Regions from separate parts of the Mus musculus genome. Here region 2 is linked to region 1. Evidence: chromatin contacts called from public Hi-C data. All regions are on one chromosome and are shown on one strand. The core of a region is the stretch at or near the end of the contact, and the rest is flanking DNA. Distances in the headings are between cores, read along the strand shown. Region 1 has its middle 24 kb from the start of Spef2. Region 2 has its middle 110 kb from the start of Spef2.

Region 1 (2,908 bases), core at 175-2,674:
ACCTCTTAATGTGATAGACTATGTTAAATGATTTTAAATATTATGTAAGACTTACAAACTTGTGACTAATTATGGGTGTGGGTGTAATTATTTTAACACAGTGTAACATCAAATTTGTTCTTATTCCATTGAGGACTTGCTGCTGTGTTCATGACTAATATTGTTTGGCATGCTTGTGCTTTTTTGCTAATTTATTCTATTTCTAATGTGATTTTATTAATGGACCCAAAAGAAAAATCTACTTGAATAGAGATTCTTTTGACTGACAGTGACTTTCAATATATTTGATGAAACTTAAAACTATTTTTAAAGTGCCTTTCAGAATGAACAGTTGGTTGGCATTTTGAGATATGTTACAATATATATTTATTTCTTTAAGAATTCACAATTCTTCAGCTTGTTGACCTTTTCGAGTTCTGTGTACCATATTGTGGGTATTCTGGTTTTTTTTTTTTTTTTTTTTTTGGCTAATATCCACTTATTAGAGAGTAAATACCATGTATGCCCTTTTGGGTCTGAGTTACCTCACTCAGGATGATATTTTCTAGTTCCATCCATTTGCCTGCAAAACTCAGGATGTCCTCGTTCTTAAGACCTGAGTAGTATTCCATTGTGTAAATGAACCACATTTTCTGTATCCATTCTTCTGTCGTGGGACATCTAGGTTGTTTCCAGCTTTTGGCTATCACAAATAAGGCCTCTATGAACATAGATGAACACGTGCCCCAGTGGCATGGTAGGGCACCTTTTGGGTATATTCCCAAGAGTGGTATAGTTGGCTTTTCAGGCAGATCCATTTCCAATTTTTTTGAGGAACCTCCAGATTGATTTCCAGAGTGGTTGTACCAGTTTGCAATCTCACCAGCAATGGAGGAGTGTTCCTCTTTCTCCACATCCTCTCCAACATGTGTTGTCACCTGAGGTTTTGATTTTAGCTTTTCTGGTTGGTGTAAGATGGAATCTCAGGATCGTTTTGATTTGCATTTCTATGATCACTAAGAACTCTGAACATTTCTTTAGGTGCTTCTCAGCCATTTGAGATTTCTCAGTTGTGAATTCTTGGTTTAGTTCTATACCCCATTTTTGATTGAGTCCTTTAGGTTTTTGGTGATTAACTTCTTGAGTTCTATATATATTGTGGATATTAGACCTCTATCAGATGTAGGGTTAGTGAAGATTTTTTTCTCAATCTATATGTTGTTGATTTGTCTTATTGACTATGTCCTTTGCCTTATAGAAGTTTTCCAGTTTCATGAGGTCCCATTTATCAATTCTTGATCTTAGATCATGAGATATTAGAGCAATTACAAGTGGGGAGGGAGGAAAAGATCTTGGTGGGAAAGTGGATGGGGGAGGGGAAGTTGGGGGGAGAGGGGAGCCCGATCTGGTATTAGATGAGGGAAAAGGACTGAAGCTCTGAGGGCTAGAAGAAGGAATTGAAAAAGGCAATATCAGGAAATAGGATGTTGGTAGAACCCTCCATGCAGGAAGCAGGTGTGACCACATGGGCCAAGATGGCGCCCTGGCCCATTGCCAGGTCCCATGAACCCCACATGTTTACTGCCTTTCCCGAACATACGCAGTGAAACTGCATGTGTAAGCTGCCTGCCAAGTTAGATTATTCATCGTGATCCAGATCTGTCAGCCTATCTGTGACCGACCTGAGCTCGTGCCCAGTTCATGCATGGAGCGTGCGTGATTCTGATTAGATGAAGTGGTGTGGAGAGAGATGAGGTCAGTTGCTGCGAGTGTATAAGAATAGCCCTTGCCCCAAGTAAAGTGTAGCTGCGTGAACCCGTCTTGGTGTCTGTGTCGTTCTTGTCTCTGTGGGTTGGAGACTGCAGCAAGGGGTGGCCCGTATGGGGAACTCATCATGTTGGTAAGCAACGGTAAGTAAAGAAAGCACAGGCCTGTCAGGTTCCTGGAAAAAAAGGGACGAAGCATTAAGGATCTTAGATATAGAGACAGAGGGAATTTAAACGATATGGGTTCAACTGCATCTAAAGTGAAAGTAAAAATGGCATTGACCCAGCTTCTTAAAAGAACCACATTAACATAAAAGCAGAGATGGTGAACAGATTTCTGGACACCCTCTTCAAGGAAGCCCCATGGCTTTTAGAGGAAGGGTATATTAATCAACAGTGCTGGGAGGTCTGGGAAGGGATCTCCAAGCTTCCGATATGAAGAACCCTCTACCTGTAGGGATGTTAGCCATATGGAACTTGGTCAGGGCGTGCTTGAGGGATGCCAGTGGAAAGTACAATGCTGAAATAGAGGAAGGAGCGGTGGTGATTGAGGAGGCTAAGGAGATTGCTTCTCAGGCTAGCAGCTGAAAACCTAAACAGCTTAAACAACAAACCAAAGAGAAGAAAGAGAAGAAGGAATCTAGCTCTGAAGGGTCTACTAGTGACAGCGACGGGACTGATAGCAACAGTGACATCTGTAGTCAGATGTCCCGCTTGAGTTTGCGGCGCAGTAGGACGCCTGAACCATCAGCCCCTCCGTTGACTTCTCCCCCCCCCCCCCCATAAAGATTAGGAAGACAAAAGGGGAAGGCGTAGTCTTCATGTAGAAGTCTAGAAAAATGTGCCCACCATTGTGGGGGCCTTCCCAGTATTTCAGGATCAACAGGGGCAACGTTATCATGAACCCCTGGATTGGAAGGTTGTACAAAGATTGAAGGAGTCAGTTCCGACTTATGGGGTCCAGGCTGCCTTTACCATAACTCAAGTTGAGTCCCTACAGCGGTACTGTATGACGCCTTTTGATTGGCAGAACCTTCGCAAAGCCATTCTTTCGGGAGGAGGTTATTTAACATGGAAGGCTGCTTATCTTAAGCATGCCGTTGAGCAGGCTATGGCTAATGCTGCTGCTGGATTCCCCAATGCAGCCTGGAATATAGACATGT
Region 2 (2,908 bases), core at 226-2,725, 90 kb after region 1:
CCACATTATCCCTCAAAAGGCCCTTAGTCTTAGCTGTCCCTCTCTCTAGTCCCTCCTACACTCCCTATTCCTTCCCCCTTCCCATTTGAGTCTCACATTCCCACTCTTGTTTACCCATAGCTACCAACCTATTCTATTTCTCTTTCCTAGAGCTTCTGATAAATTATTTAAGTTAAGACTCTTATTTGAGAAGGCAAACCCATGTTCTTCAATGTCTTCTTCTTTCCTTGAGTGACCTTCTACTTTTAACAAACTGCATGCAACTCTACTCAATATATATATATATATATATATATATATATATATATATATATATATTCATCTCATTTTTAGTTTTTTTCTAATTTTGTGAAAATGAGTGTTTTACCTGTATATATGTGTTTATAGTGTGTGAGCCTGTTGCCCACAGAGAGCATAAGATGGAAGTAGATACTATGGAACCAGAGTAATGGATGTCTGCATGCTGACATGTATGTTTTAGAATCCAAACTTGGTTTCTCCAGAAAAGAAATGAGGATTAATGACCCACCCAACTCTTGTACTACCCTTTAGGCAGAAGTGTTGATCTATGTAATTGCTATAGGTTTATTTTTCGTTGTAAGGTACTGTGTGTCTGCTCTTTACTGTGATTTCCTTCAGTGTTTTTAGAAAAAAATGGATGTATATCTGTAAAAGGTCTTCACAGTGGTAGAAGGCACGAACTGGACTATGAAGCAACTAATGTCAGAGGACACTGAGGATCTGACATGACCATAGTTAAACAGAATACCACCATTACTTGAATAACTGCAAATTTTTGTGTTACTTTACATAAATCTCACTCTTATGTCATTTCAAGTAGTTCCAAACATTACAAGAGTAACATTCAGTGAGAGCTTTGCAGTAGCCCTGAATCTCAAGAGTTTGAAGTTTGCAGACCAGCACCCTTCTCAAAAGCCCCAGGCATAGAGCTTTAGCCTCAGTGATAATTGTTGAAATTTGACTGCTTAAACCTTCCAGTGCCGGGCAGTGGTGGCGCACGCCTTTAATCCCAGCACTTGGGAGGCAGAGGCAGGCGGATTTCTGAGATCAAGGTCAGCCTGGTCTACAGAGTGAGTTCCAGAACAGCCAGGGTTATACAGAGAAACCCTGTCTCGAAAAACCAAAAAAAAAAAAAAAAAAAAAAGAACCTTCCAGATACTGTCAAGATAGATGTTTTTTTGTTTTGTTTTGTTTTGTTTTTATGAAGAAGGTAATCTAAAAAACAAATCTTATTTCATACAACTTTGGATTCTTTGAAAAACAGTCCGATTTACTCTTTCAATTGCCCATTCGTGTTGTATGGTGTCTTATTTTGGTTTAATACACATGGGATCACAGAGGGCTTTTTTTTTTTTTTGTCTTTGTGGAAATAAATGAAAAATTATGACTGTAAGAGTGAAAGAGCCTTTGGAGTTGGAAGGCAGTTAGAAAAGGGAACCAAGCAACCATCCAGCTGTGGTATGAAATGTAAACATTGCCAGTCACCTCCACCCTTGACAACACACATCTGGACCTGACTGACCTAAACCTGATCTTTTCCTCATGGCTGAGACTCACGATGCATATCAAGAGGTTATCAGGATCCTGTTTTATGGAGTCTCTTGTTGTGTTTATACATTCTTTCTTTTTAATTACTTAACTTCTAGTCACGTAGCCCACGTTCCTTCATAACATGTAAATTCCCACATTGGCCTTCATCAGAAATGGATTCAGTTCTCTGAACTTACACTTAAATGGCAATTCCTAAAATTCTCTGAAATAATATTCTTCCTATCTTCACAGTTTCTGAGTTCACTTGTTATTATTATTCTAAACCAAGGTTCTATAACTGTGGAAGAAAATTAAAAGGGTCGATCCCATTCTCATCAGTTCTGTGTCAGCTGGGGTCAGGAAAAAATCAAAAGATCATGTGACAACTCTTGCTTTCAAGGGACAATATGAAGATACGGTAAACTTTCAAGTGATGTCCATGGGAATCATGTTCCAACAGTCTCACTACTCATTTTCACCATAGTGTTGTCTTCTCTGTATCAACCTTGGTTTGTGTGACCAAAATAACAGGACAGGAGTAAAGGTGCATCAGCTGTGAGATTCAATGAAGTAAGTGCTCTGTGGCTTCATTGTCCTGACACACATCAGACACACACACACACACACACACACACACACACCACACCACACTACACCACACCACACCATACACCCTTTTCCAATTCACTAGTTCCATCTTGGAAGGCACCCTAGGAAGATGCTCAGAGGAACAATAACTAGGCAACACCTAATGAGGAATAGAGAACTTCGCTCCACAAAAGACCTTAAAAAAACAAACAAACAAACAAACAAACAAACAAACAAACCAAAAACCAAAACTCTGCAGACCACATAAATCTTCAAAGTCCTTCATTCATTTCAAGCTACTCTTTAGACTGCCATACCTTATTATTCTCTGGCTTAGAACAAGCAGCTGTCAAAGGTCTGGTAATAAAAGTATATTGTTTTGAGCTTGACGTTTGGTAGCAACATGTTACGTGTGAATATGTAGTGACTCCATTACTCCTCACACTAATATTTCTGTCACACATGAGGAAGTAGAATACAAGTGCTACCTCAGAGGGCAAAACAGCAGAGAGAAAGATTGCCAATAGAGATGTGCATAAAACATGCTTGGGCATAGAATTTCTCTCCCCAGGGAGATCTCTGATGATACTGTGTCATGTATATTATAGTAAGCATTACCGCCTCTGTAATTAAATGTCTTCTGAATCATAACTTATAGAAGGTAAACAAATAATTTGATAAATAAAATGAATGTAAAATCTCAAGCACAATTGAGGCTGCTCATAATCACAATGGTAGCAGGAAAAGGGCGAAAGAAGCTAAGAAAATA

Evidence for each region. A called contact is a pair of places that touch in the nucleus more often than the background predicts.
Region 2: a Hi-C map of pre-pro-B cells shows a contact between it and region 1, with 1.7 times the contacts expected there. The contact joins two enhancer-like sites. A contact is called at or near these places in 1 of 15 datasets of contacts at CTCF or cohesin (pro-B cells) and 6 of 484 Hi-C or Micro-C datasets (granulocyte-monocyte progenitors, macrophages, nephron progenitors and 3 more).

The regions. Positions count from the first base shown.
Region 1 is chr15:9,770,962-9,773,869 of GRCm38.p6, forward strand. No RefSeq gene overlaps it. Among named protein-coding and RNA genes, the nearest start is that of Spef2, 24 kb to the left of the region's middle. Within about 2 kb of position 1,425, at least 9 of the 459 cell types and tissues checked have an H3K27ac peak or open chromatin away from gene starts, as enhancers often do. A contact at or near this core is called in pre-pro-B cells and pro-B cells, where this site is marked.
Region 2 is chr15:9,860,501-9,863,408 of GRCm38.p6, forward strand. No RefSeq gene overlaps it. Among named protein-coding and RNA genes, the nearest start is that of Spef2, 110 kb to the left of the region's middle. Within about 2 kb of position 1,476, at least 10 of the 459 cell types and tissues checked have an H3K27ac peak or open chromatin away from gene starts, as enhancers often do. A contact at or near this core is called in pre-pro-B cells and pro-B cells, where this site is marked.